Linked DNA regions of Gasterosteus aculeatus: region 1 is linked to region 2. Evidence: chromatin contacts called from public Hi-C data. All regions are on one chromosome and are shown on one strand. Each heading gives the region's core, a stretch centred on a gene start, on an enhancer-like site or on the middle of the called end of the contact. The rest is flanking DNA. Distances are from core to core; before and after follow the strand shown.

Region 1 (6,378 bases), core at 3,110-5,609, 50 kb after region 2:
CTGCAGGCAGCCGCCAGCTTTCCTCTGCCCTGCTCTTTTCATCCGTTCAAGGGCACCATTTGTATTCCTTTTTTAAATTGGGGGCTCGCGGTCCACAGGCTGACAAACTGGCTTTGTTTGTACAGGGACTCAGAAAACTATGAATATTAATAGGAATCCTTCAGCGGAGCCGTCATCGTGTAGGATACGCCAAATGCAAAGGGTAAAATAAACATTCCAGCTGCCATATGGAGGTTATCGATGATATCATGCTTAAGGGGCCTTCGACTTCAACTCGACTTAGGATTGTTTACTTACAGCCCCGTTTTTCATGACACAAGCGCATTGTGCATGAATCCAGAATCTCCAAACACCATTAAAGGAAGTGTTGTCAAATAAATCCATTAGAACAGGTCAAATGTCCAAAAGAGGAGTGTGTCTGAGCATTTAGGGGGAATGTCCGTATATTTGGGTAAACACTGCGTCTATGTGTACAAATGGCCCTTTTCTCTCTGTCTGTAGAGGACATCCTGGATGAGGTGTCGGGGTTGACGGTGGAGAGCCCGGATGACAGTTTAGAGGAAGCATCTCCTCTGACTCTGCGAAGTCCTGAAGATCATCAGGAAGACAAAACGGGCGTGGGGACCGGACAAAAGGTAGAACACGGCGTGCAAACGCACAACTTGATGGGCTCACAGACAGGCACATAGTTGCAACACTGGATGTGGACAGAGGATTAATAGAACAGTTTCTATATATATTTCAACACAACTTGTCAGTGTCATGTGTTGTTGTTGTAAAAAAATAAGAATAGCAGTTTTGGTGTGTGTGTGTGTGTGAGAGAGCGAGAGTGAGAGAGAGCGTGAGAGAGAGCGTGTGAGACCTGTGGATCAATGCCGGTGTTTGAAGTGGCTGATTAGCTGCATTTGTGTGCTTATCTTTGCGCTCGCTGACAGTGTGCTTAGTTTCTCCCGGTTTCATGTCTCAGATTCGTCCATCAGAAGAAATCAGTGTTCAACCGTCCAAATGTGTTTATTATTATTATTATTATTATTATTATATAAAAACCCTGTGGCAGGTCTTATCCTAAGTATTTCTTCATGTATGTTAGACAGGTTTTTTGTGGGTGTGTGTGTAGCGAGAAAGCTGGAAGAGCTTAGCAGAATTTTTCTCATGTGAGAAGAATGTTTTAAAAGATCTGACTCAAGCAACGCGTATGTAAGTGGTTTGACATGCGCACACAACCAGAGTTCACACACTCTTAACTGCTTTGAAGTCGCTTTGCAGTGAACTCACCTTGATGAATCATTCATGCAGTTAATCCGGTGACACCTACAACATAGTGTGCCCCTAATCCTATTCCTACATAAATACTAGATTTGTTTCATACAATACTAACGTATTGCATGACTTATTTGTAGTGTGTTGAATAGATAGCACATGCGTGCTCCATATGTACTGTATGTGTGCGTGCTCTGGAGCACAGAGATGAGGACAGACAGGTGATTGAAAGAGTGAGTGAACGGCATCACTGTCTAATTAAGATTACGTCGGGTCCGATCAGGGTCGGCGCATTGATTGCCGGGACACGCTGTGTGCCAGCCGGTCTCCCTTGGATACGGTTGTCACTTCCATTACCATGGCAATGTCTGATCACCAGTAATCCACCGGAAACATTTTTTTTCCTACTTCTCACAATAGCCCAGACGTGGAGGGGTGGGAAAGGAGAGCAGGGAAGGGACGGCACTGCGTTCTGTCTCGGATATGTGTCACTGAGCTTCAGTCTGGAAGGCGACCTTAATGGGTGAGGTCAGAGCCGGATCCGGTCCTTTTGGACAGTGGTGGTTCTGTGACTCTGATGTGCCATCATTCGTTTGAAGCAAAGTATGTGAGGATAAGAGAAAGGCTGAAAGGCCCTGCAGGATGGCTGAATGAGGACGAGGGACTTTAAGTCTCATTTGGTGCACTTCACTTAATGTGGGGAAAACCGCCAGCAGTTCTAAAGTTGTTCAACTTTACAACAGTTTGATCCTCTGCGCGGCTTCTAATGCACATTTAAGAGATTTTGCTCGAAATCCATTCAAATCTGTTCCAACATGTACAAAATGCAGAATATGATCTCCACATAAAAGCCTTTTTGAAACTGAGCAAACTAAGTTGGTTTTGCAAAGATTTTGCAATTTCAGTGTTGACAGAGTAGCTGTTTTTTTTTTTAACAGTGAAAAACTATTCATTTTATTAATTAACAAATTAGCATATGCAAATTAAGTAAAAACTTCAGTCAGCATAAAAATGAGCTCGTTGATCATCAACCAATTGTTTTTTTTAAATTCTAGACTTTCCTTTCATGAAACAATGCAGTCTATTTTGGAGGCAAAATAAGGCTTGAGATATTGCTAACCCACATTCATAACATGTCCTCTCTCAGTCATATACTTCTTTGTTTTATCAGATGCAGTTTTATATACAAGTGGAATTGAAAAAAGGCAAACAAACGCAAAGCTCTAGAAATCTTTGATGTCGCGTTCACCTTTCAGTGTCTCGACGCCAGTCCTGTGCTGTCTTCCATCCCTGTAATTTCAATCTGCTGTTTGTTTTGGCCTCATTTTTGTCACCCTCTCATTTTTCTTGTAATTTTTTTTTTTTTAAATCTTGGTTCCTTGATCTATTGTCATATATTTTTCCATAGATGTCCTTTAGTCTGACATGACAGCTCAGCGTTTTGTTTGTCCTCTCTGATTATCCGGTCTCATCTTTGGTTTGAATGCGGTTTCTCGTCTCCTTTGTCCCATTGGAACTTAAAATAATAACACGTTTTTAGTTATCTTTTTTAAATTTGGGGTTGACCCTTTTTTTTGTTTTTGTTTTTTTGGCCATGGTTTTGTTTCCACACTCGCTCTTTGGAATGCCTCCAAAGTGCTGAAGATTCTGTCTCGCCTCATTTCAACCACCGCCTGCAGCTATACGGTGGCAAGAAGGACAAAAAGGAGGCAAAATGGGACAATTTTAATTATCCCCACATTCTAATTACTTCATTCTGCACAGTGTTTCACATCATTTAGTGGAGATGAAGTGAGTGTCTGGCTAGCCGGAGGAAACGAGGAGGTTCATTATTTTGGACAAAGCACAGAGCAACCTCCTCGATATGAAAAACCAACTGCAGATTCAAACGGTGATTGCTTGCGATAATAGAGATGGCTGATTTTAATGTTCTCCAAGGTGTAGTCGTCCTCACTGAGGGTGCTGGTTATAATTTACAAACCACTATTGGTTTGGCTTTGGGGGCTTTGAAATGGGAAATGCATTATTCATTGGATGATCCGTGGAGGGGACAGTTCCCATCAAGATTTGTTTTGATTTCACTCCTGGTACAATCCAGGTTAATTTGCCCTCTGCATGCAGTGCGCTTGTTATTCTAGTGGTTACTGACTACTAGAATACACACATCTTGTATATCTTTAGCTTTAACATAAACTATTTAATTTAATTATTACTTCTTTAAATGATCCCTCAACGCAATGGAGACCAAGCAGGTTCCCTGTGTAGATTCCCTCTATTCGGCCTTACAGCTTTGACTCGGTGGTTGCTGTCGTCTCACAGCCGTCCACTAGAGGGAGCACTGGGTAGATTCAACGCTGCAAAACCGCAATGTTTCTAACACTAAGCATGCAACCCCGAACAGATCCGGTCATCTATATATGAATATCTACATTGATTATCTCAGTATTCAGTCATCTATAGATTGTATTAGATGTGTCTTTTTGTAGTATAGGTATGTTGTATGATTTTCAATGAGGATTGAAATAAATGCTCAAAATTGCATTTTCCCTGAAGTCCGTTATTAACGCCCAAAGGTGGACACTTTTTTTTAGGGATGTAAAGACAGTATCTTGCACTTGACACTTCCCTCGCCCTTCTTCCTTCCAAAGTTGTAGGATGCTCGCAGGGGATCGGAGATCCTGACACAGTCTGAAAAAGCAACGGCTTCAAAGCCTAAATGCTCATGCATACTGTAGATTTGTAAAGACTCGTGTCATAATATCCTTTTGCTTTGAGATTAAATGATTAAAGCCTCTGTCTCTGTGTCGTGGCGTTTATATCCCATCATTCCTCGTAGGGATTTATGGATTTGCAGGTTTCCCTGATTTCAAATGAAACTGAACTTCAAGACTATACTCCCCCCACCTCCTCTGTTTGTTGACGAGCACATTCCTGCCCTCGAGTACGAGTACATGCCATCCAAATGTACATTTACTTATACACGTGCATAATACTCCATGTCAAAAATTCAATTCACCGAGTGCACACACACACACATGCTTGTGTTTCTGTGCGCCAGGTTATGTGGTCACGTGTAATCTGTTGACGCTGGCTCTCACTGTTGGTGGTTTCAGCCCACGGCTGTGTGAGCAGGTTTGTGCCTGCCTCCACGCTCCTCCCTCATGCTGTACTCCTGTGTAATGAAGGGCGAGTCTGTGATCCAGTACATTTTGTAAGCGGGTGATTCCTCTGTTGGAAATGATAAGGAGATTGGATTTACAAAGAATAAGGTATCTATTTGTTGCCTGCTTCTAATTGTTTTTGTTCATGTATTCTGTTTTTAAGCTGTTGTCTTTTTTTACATGTCTGAGGTCCATTTGTCTTCAACTGAGACTCCAATTCAATCTTAATGTTTTTGTTTCTTGTCACCGGTCCGTAACATACCCTGTTTTTCCTCATTGTATTATTTAGCCTTTTTTGAGTGTGTGCAGCAGGTGTGGTATGTTTCTCATTACTTAGCCGTTGTGGCACGAGTGCTTGAAGTTCCAGTTCCATCTGGATCACATATCATTTGTAAAATATACTTCTATCTGCGTTGATATCCATGGATAGAAGTTTAGTGTTTTCATTAACGCGGGCAATGGAGCTCATCCATAATACCGCCTTGTGTTTTAACATGGCTGCTGTCCATTCTTAAGAGTCGTCTCTGCTGTCTTTTCATCCCCGTCTGGCTCGCCTCCAACCACTGCTTCCTCACCCCCGTTAAACCGTTTGTCAGGACGCGTTCAACATCCTGCACAGTGTATTACTCGTACATTTTGGCAGAAGAAGTTAAAGCCATTCCCCCTGGCTCGGAGCGCCATTGCACAAGGAGTGCAAGCTACCTGGTCTGGAAAAGGACCCCTGACTTCTCCTTGACCCTTTTTCTGTTCGACCTTGTCAGCATGTTTGCTTTTTAGGAGGAGCAGGAGCTGCGGACGCTCTGCTGAATCCATCTATGATGTGTGTGTGTGTGTGTGTGTGTGTGTGTGAGATCCTGCAGAAGTCAGTGATTATGTGATGGGGCCGAGGGTAGAGGTTCGATTTCCATCAGCAGAATATTTGTGGCCCATCACACGTGATAATATGAACTCCTATTTATATTTCAGTGGAAGTAACGAGTACCACAGATCTAAGAATTGGGCTGCATCAACAGTTGTTGGGAATTTACCAATTGAGTATTGCTTATCTTGTATTTATACCTTTTTTGAGTCATAGTCTGATTATTGACACGTTTCAACATTGTGTTATTTCATGCTGCCCATAGGTTGCATGAAATAACACAATTAGTGTGTGTGTGTGTGTGTGTGTGTGTCTACGAAGGAGTGTGCAAGGTGACTGAAGGACAGTCTGATAGGCAGCTCATTTTACTTGCATATACTTTTGTTTCCTTGCGTGGTTGTCGATTGTGTTCAAGCGGCATACGGAACTCTTCTTAACTCAATTGGCATCAGCACGGCTGTCGGGTTGTGTGCGTGCGTGTGGACCCGGCACTTTCGCAAAACCGGTTTGAAAACCACCGTGCAAATTTGTGTTTGTCATCGCCGCAGCCAACGGGAGACGACCGTAAAATCAGCCACGACGAGCCGCGTCTTCGAGCGGACCAGCTGTCTGCAGATCAGTCAACAGAAACTCCCAAGCATGCCTGGGTGTGTCGTCACAGATGACAATTATTAGCCGCCTTCTCTGACTCCGAAACTCCACACGGATGTGGGACCTTTTTGTGTGATCTACAATCGCAGCAATTGCTTTCATGAATATGACGGACAACTGCAGAAATGTCCACCTGTTTTCAGCTCCGCTCTACACCAGTGGCTTATTTATCTATTTGTGTCTCCTTGTGATGGTTTGTGCTTGGGGAGTTAAGAATCAGTCATGTGATACAGGAAGTGCACTTGTGTGGGTTGCGGTTTTTCAAGCTGCTGTTTCATGGTACTGAATACGTTTTAATAGCAGTAATAATTGGTTATCTGACCAATTAAGTCACCTGTTGTTGTTTTTTTTAAGAGTTCCTTCTGATGTATTCTCTCTTTCTCCACAGAGCACGGAGCAGGTCACCGCTTTCTGCCGCAGTCTCCATGACATGAATCCCCTGGAGCG
Region 2 (7,204 bases), core at 1,334-3,833:
GTGAGCCCACGGAAACAAAACAGGAAGCAGCAGCAGAGATCGGCTCACTGCTCCTTCAGCCATAGACTGCTGTCAACCACTGAATGATGATTATTATTATTATTATAAATATTTTTTTTTTTTATAAAAGGTCTTTTTCACAATGATCGGCGTCCTCATCTCCTGGCATAAGTTTTCGATAATGTTTGCCAGTGGGTGATTGAACCTTTACGAACCACCGTCTCCCAGACGTGTTGTCAAACGTATGTAAATGGCTCTTTTCAGAAATACTTGTTTATGGTCAAATCTGGCTTCGCATCTCCTTCTGGGAACATGACCACGTGAAAATCATTTAGGTTAAATCGTTGTAGTTAAACTTGTTAATTTTCCCTGCAGGATGAAAGAACGAACGGAGTGTTTGCATGTTGTCCTTTCTAGGTTAATTGAGCGTAGCTTTTATGTTTTTAAGTCGACAGTGAAAACATATTTAGTTCTATGACACAAATGTATTTTTTACTTCATTGCCTTATCTGCGAGATAGCAGGCCCTCCTCAACCAGGTGAATATGTTCATTTTAAAACTTCAAGTCGAACACTGAATATCTTCCCCTCAAACAAACAATTTACTTCATTTTCTCTTGTTTTCATGTCATCTTGTGCTTCATATCCGCCCTGTCTGACCGCCTGTAATGCACAGCATTGAAAGGCCAATCAAGTATGTTGTAGGTGTATTGAATTAGGAAGGAAAAGTACATAGACGTGTTGGTAAATCCCTCCAAGAATTAGGTTTGCTACTTTGCTGACACCAATTTTGATTATGTCCCGGCTTTTTATTCTTTGAAACACTTTTTATTTCAGGTAGAATATTGTCTTGGTTATACCTGCTGCTTGGGTATGTATAATACATGGTTTTTATTGAAATTGTTATGTCTACCACTTGTATTGGAACAGAAATGTTGCCCAAACACACACATCATCATAAGACTTCGGGAATCGAGAATGCTTCCCAGTCATTTATTATGCGGTTCTTATCCAGCTTTCACTAATGGTCTTTTAATTCTTTGTGTGTGTGTGTGTGTGTGTGTGTGTGTGTGTATGTATGTATGTATGTATGTATATATATATATATTTTTTTTTTGGCAAAACATTAAACATTGTGGGGACTCGGAACCTAGGACTTTTAACGGTGGCATATTCAGAAAATCCAATTAGGCATTTTGACGTAACATGGACAAAAACAAGTTCAATTCGGGTCATGATGATACCGTATAGATCTCCCCTGTAAAATTGTGGTTGTAAAGAAATCAGATGTTATATAGATATTGGTACGCATAAATAAGGAAGAGTGATCCTATTTACAATAACTTTGCACCCTGTTCAAAAACTGCCGAAAACTAAAGTAAAAACAAGAAGAAATTAGATCTTTTGTCCTGGCGTCCTGGCTTCTGTTTAATGTTTTGACAAGTACTTTTCAGAACTAACATCAACGTCACAAAGGACATCACATCACAAAGGAAGTATATTTCTATTGGCATTTCAGTGAACTTCATGTCTCTTTCACTGCAGAGCAGCTTTAACTGAAATTACAGCTTCAAGATCAGATTCTACAAATTCAGCCCTTTCTAAAATCTATTTACCAAATACTAAGGAGACGGAATGAAGAGATTTGCTTGCGACACGCTGCTGTAAATATGCTTGTATCACTGACGATTCAGAACTGTATTTGTTGTTTATGATCTGTGATGCGTTTATGGTGGAGGAGGAAATTGACTGGGAAGGAACAACGAAGAAGTCTTGCTTTAACATTTTTCCTGAGGGTTTAGAAGGGTTCAGATGTTTCTATGATTGGTTAGTAACACAAAAACACATGGGCATAATACCTCCAAAATTTCAGCCAGAGGAAAGTGTTTTTAATAAACTATTTTTGTACCAAATATTTTTGCTTGTTTAAATGATATTCTATGTTTTAGTGTTGGTACACATACTGGACTGTTATTTCCACTATACTGATATTTATTACACTTACAGCTTACAGGTGGACATTTGATGTCGTTCAAATCTATCGTCGTGAAAAAGGAGCCGTTAAGAGTTCCACGGCAGTGTTGGATCCTAGTCACAGACAGCACGAGTTCTAAGTGAGCTTAGAACTCGTGCTGTCTGTGACTAAATGTCATTTTAACAGTCACTGCATCTTCATCATTGTATATGTAACAACAATAGAGAGATTGTAGGCTGTGCATGAGCATCTGACTTTATTAAGCATGTGACTGTCAACAGTGTACCCCCACCGTATTAAGAAAGATGGTACAAATATTAGGCCATTGATTGATATTCAACATTTTTTCCTGGATACACTAGTCAATTTAATAACAATAGTACTGATAGATGACTGATAGATTAAGATGACAGCAATATATTTGTCAACCACATGATGCATTTTTACAAATTCCAATTTTTAATTGCAAGAATTATTCTAACGATGCAGTGCGATGTGAATATGTCATGTGGCCCTGGCGAAGCATTATGGATTTGTTCACCCACTTAATGTGTTAAGATTAGTAGCCAATCAAAATATGTCATTTTGACTATAGTCGATTCCGATTGGCTCTCTGTATTACACGCCCGCCCATTCGATGCCTACAAATATAGTTGTCGCCACACTGTCGTCTCTACCTACCAAGCTTGTCTGGAACTTGTGCATCGCCTGAAACTACTGCGAAGATGGTTGTGAAAGCTGTGTGTGTGCTGAAAGGAGCAGGCGAGACCACTGGGACCATTTATTTTGAGCAGGAAGTAAGGCGTGCAACGTTACCTTCAGCCGAGGAACTATCTAACGTTAGTTAGCCGTTATATTTAAACTAACCGTTAGCGCGTCAATGCTATACAAGCTAACGTTAAATCCTCCCTTCACGAGTATAACGTTAGGTTTTGAATGGTTGACGGGAGCTAACTGGCTAACGTCACTTATTACGTTTTGAATGACCACGCATCGAAATTGGTCAGATGTAAGATTAGCAACCCACCGCCGACCAAAGTCCTAGCTCTCCAACGACGGGCACGGTTATTCAACGCAAACCAACGTTAGCCCGCACGGTGCGACGTCAAAGCCTTAAATGAGCGCTAAAGTGCGCAGGCAGACCGAGCGGCGTGTTACTTAACTAACCCTTTTTTAATTAAAAATAGGCTGACCCTGTGGACGTAAATGAGGATCCAACACTGCCGCAAAAGTGGTAACCTTTGCACGTTTTACGCCCTATTTTTTATTAATGATCAACAGCGCGTGCATTGAAACCGCCTGTTGCATAATTCGAGCGTGTGCGAGGTGTCAACCGCTAATCTTGCCGGTTTGACTCATTCATTACTATTTGTTTTTGCAGCCGTTCCGCTGAAAGGCTTTCATTTAAAAGTGGCACCAGCTTTTAAAACCAGCGCACAAACGCACTTGCCCACTAACGCGGTTGTTTTTCTGTTGTTTTTGCTGAGTCACTGCTATCCCTCGTTCTGGTTCCCTTTGCCTCCACTGCGTGGCCTTCTAGATGAGGTCAGCAGCAGGGAAACCCTTTGGATTGCTGATGGCTTTCAAATATCTAGTTGGTTTGTGGTCGTGCTGCCATAGTGTTGTATTATTGATCGGTCAGTCTTCGTGGATGCAGACTTTTTTTTTTTTTTTTTTTTTTGTAGAGCCAATCAGATCTTTAACCAAGCGGTAATTTCAGCGTGCTGCCACTTGCACAGCTGACTGTCACCAGGCAGAACGCAGAAGACAAAGGCCAGATCAGTTTCTCCACCCTCAGACAAAACGTCCCTTTCACTCAGAGCTTAGTGTTTCACGGCATTTGTCTTTTTGATCCCAACACTTTTCACCCAACTTTCTATTGAGGCTTTTTTGAGAATTAAAGTGTGGATTTCTTGTTGACAAGAGACTCGTCAGTTTTAAATTTGCTTCAAAAATAAATATTTACCATTTAAAGCCTTAAAGATTTTTAATGTGTGTGTGTGTGTGTGTGTGTGTGTGTGTGTGTGTGTGTGTATATTGTATTTTATGTTACCAAGTGACTGCAAAATTTGACGGAAACACTCCTAGCCAGCTGACTCTGACTGCTCTTTTGTCCTGATTGGTCAGAGCGATAAAGCGGCTGTGAAGCTGACTGGTGAAATCAAAGGCCTCACTCCTGGAGAGCATGGCTTCCATGTCCATGCTTTTGGAGACAATACAAACGGTAAGAATCTGTTGATGGTTGTGTAAAGCTGAAGTTTCTAAACCATCTGGACCTGCAAATGAATATTGCTGTAATTGACAGTTTTAGTAAACTTGTACTGCTAATCTTTTGTGATGAGGAGTTTTATTTTATTCCTTGTTTCCAAGGGTGCATTAGTGCGGGCCCTCACTTCAATCCCCATAGCAAGACTCACGCAGGCCCTAATGATGAAATCAGGCATGTTGGCGACTTGGGAAATGTGACTGCTGGAGGAGATAATATTGCCAAGATAGACATCACAGACAAGGTGATCACCCTCACTGGCCAGCATTCCATCATTGGCAGAACCATGGTGGTGAGTAAAAGAGCATCATTGCAAATAGAAATTCTCATCTAGGCTTTAGTGATGCAAACAAACACTGCGTTTTGTGTCCTGTGTTTAGATCCACGAGAAAGCAGACGACCTGGGAAAAGGTGGCAACGAAGAGAGTCTAAAGACAGGCAACGCTGGTAGTCGTCTGGCGTGTGGAGTCATTGGCATCGCCCAGTAAACGTCTGGCACTAGAAACAACTTTTACCAAAAGCACTTACTGAGACCAACGTAGCTTCTCAATGTGGCAGTTTGTCCTCTTCGACCCGCTGTGGCTTTTTATAGAGTAGTTGAGCCTTGCATTACCATGTTTGTTCCTCATGACAATCTGTATGTATGGGTTTGTGTCTGCTGATTAGTTTTGGTCCCATTGACTTGGTAATAAACTGATCCAAACATTGATCAACGCTGTTGGTTCATCAGAATTGTGTGTCTATTGCCTCGGCCACTAGAGGGCATTGTTACTCTGCACAACTCAAACAAATCTTGATGCCTGTCTACACGTCATTGAAACACATTGTATCATTGCGATTCAACTATTGGGTATTTGTCATTGCAGGAGATGTAGCAATGCATGCCAGTGGCTGGACATGTCCACACGTCAATGCTGCACTCCGTGGTGGTATGGCCTTATTTACCATAACCATGATATTTAGAACTAAAATATTTATTTATTTATATGTCTAATGTTCCCTAAATCTGTCCCCTGCTCCATAAGAGTTTACCTTCACAATGATATTGTAGCGGCGGTGGATGTTCTTTGGTTATTTGCAGCTATCTTTTGAATAGTAAACTACTTTTGAATTTAGACTGTAATTTGCCAGCAAAGATAAACGTACGAGTTGAATTTGATAGCATAACAATTTTAAATTCTTTATAAATGTTATTGCGACTTCTGATACGACCGCCCTGCTGTTAAAATGATCGCATAGAGGTTTGATTATCCTGCGAAGCACAACTTTTGCACATATGCTATACATAACAAATCTAATATCTGTTGCACAGGCCACTGTAGCCACCCCACTAAAAATGATCTTGAAATTAGATTCTTGGTCTTCATCCATGATATTGAACTGAACAGCTGTGCCCTGAACTGGCCAGCACACACACACACACACACACGTATGTTTCCGCATCCCTTTCGACATGTAGCTGGCACACTGCACGTACAAATTGTGTGCTCTTAAAGCCTTTTTTCCTTTCATGGGAATGGCGGATGCTCCCATGTGAAGTGATTTGGCGCTCACTGCTCTTCTCCCCCCGAGGGAAATGAGGTCTTGGAGGTCCTTCAATGGAGTTAATGCCTCAGGGAATAATCCAGTGGCAAGCTGCAGAGTGCGTGTTGTCTAAATGAATTCATGACATCTTTACCGTAGGAAAAATAAATATATGTAGCCGGGTGTACGGGTCTCTTCCTCGGATTTCAGCTTTAGTAGATCAGCTTCTGCTCTTGAATTTGACCTTTGCGGTCAGTCAGCAGAATTGGTGGCAGTGCCAAATAAGAATTAGGGAACCGTAAGGCCTTATTTTATTGTTTGTCTGTCCGCCTCCCATCACCAGGGTCAATAGCCGTGGCAAATGCAATTGCAGTATCATTTTGATTTTCTGCAGCCTTTTTTTTTAAACATCTTTTTTTATTCATCATGCTGTATTCGCCTGTATGCACTGAAGTCCATGAATGCTTTGTTCCTGGGCATCTGAAGTGATGCAGTTTCATACCGAGCGCCCCCGGTCAGCCAAAAACTGCACATACAAGGTGAAATAGCTGTATTAGTGTAGACGGATGCAGCCATCAGAGCGGAAAGACATACTGACTGTAAAAGCTGGTATAAATAGCCTGGGAGTGGAGGTGATGAATAATAGAGACTTACCGATGCTGCTGACAGTGAGGGAGAGCGACTGTGACAGCGGGACAATCCAACGAAGCTCCGTATGAATGAGAAAGAAGTTATTATCTAGCCAGCTCATTTAATTTATACTTTTGTACAGGGTCACATCGGAAGATTCGCATCATATTTAAGGACACTTTTTAATTGTTCATGAAAGCACACCAACAAAGCCAGCACCAAGTGTTTAAATTAATTTAAACGTATTAATTAGCTGACACAATACAGCCGTACTTGCATAAGAGCATAACTGTCACATAACGCAGAAGCATTTTTTTCCCTTCTAGTTTCTGTTTAAGGCACAGTTCTAGTGCGTGTTCTTCCCAAAAGCGATGATGAACCAGTCTTACAGGGCCCAGTCCTTTTGTTGATTACCTAACCGCTATATGCGTCATATTTAAAAGGTTTGGAACGTTTTCCGATGTCACCCGAGAGCGACACTGTTACGCTTTACGGTCACTGACCTTCTGGTGTTTGCTAAAAGATGACTTGCGTAGAAGTTGCATTATGTGGGGAAGTGTGCACCTTTCTGAGTCGCCCATTGGTAGTTGTCGGGGAGCATTTGCATGGTTGTGTTCTTTTATTTCCCATATGCATCCTGCTTTGCGCCCAAACCACCGCTCACAAGAACCAGTGCGATCACATTTCACGGGGAGGCTTCTTATCGTTAAGCCGCGGGGCAGCAGCAGTAGATGTATGGCCCACCAGCAGCCAACAGGCCATTACTTGTTTAACAGCTGCATGCTATACTTAATAACCACCCAAACTTCC

The links. A called contact is a pair of places that touch in the nucleus more often than the background predicts.
Region 1: a Hi-C map of tail fin shows a contact between it and region 2, with 4 times the contacts expected there. The contact joins the enhancer-like site here to the promoter of sod1 in region 2. A contact is called at or near these places in 5 of 6 Hi-C or Micro-C datasets (blood and trunk muscle, skeletal muscle, tail fin and 1 more).

Annotation. Positions count from the first base shown.
Region 1 is chr7:24,225,187-24,231,564 of fGasAcu3.hap1.1, forward strand. It overlaps tiam1a (TIAM Rac1 associated GEF 1a), which reads left to right. Exons shown (of 29, transcript XM_040180468.2): 17 at 502-635; 18 at 6,320-6,378. Among protein-coding and RNA genes, the nearest start is that of grik1a, 12 kb to the right of the region's middle. Within about 2 kb of position 4,360, at least 6 of the 9 cell types and tissues checked have open chromatin away from gene starts, as enhancers often do.
Region 2 is chr7:24,177,267-24,184,470 of fGasAcu3.hap1.1, forward strand. sod1 (superoxide dismutase 1, soluble) reads left to right here and starts at 2,584. Exons shown (of 4, transcript XM_040182503.2): 1 at 2,584-2,771; 2 at 4,102-4,198; 3 at 4,345-4,532; 4 at 4,621-4,949. The coding sequence starts at 2,700. The coding sequence ends at 4,728. It overlaps scaf4a (SR-related CTD-associated factor 4a), which reads left to right. Exons shown (of 19, transcript XM_040182263.2): 19 at 1-1,912. The coding sequence ends at 65.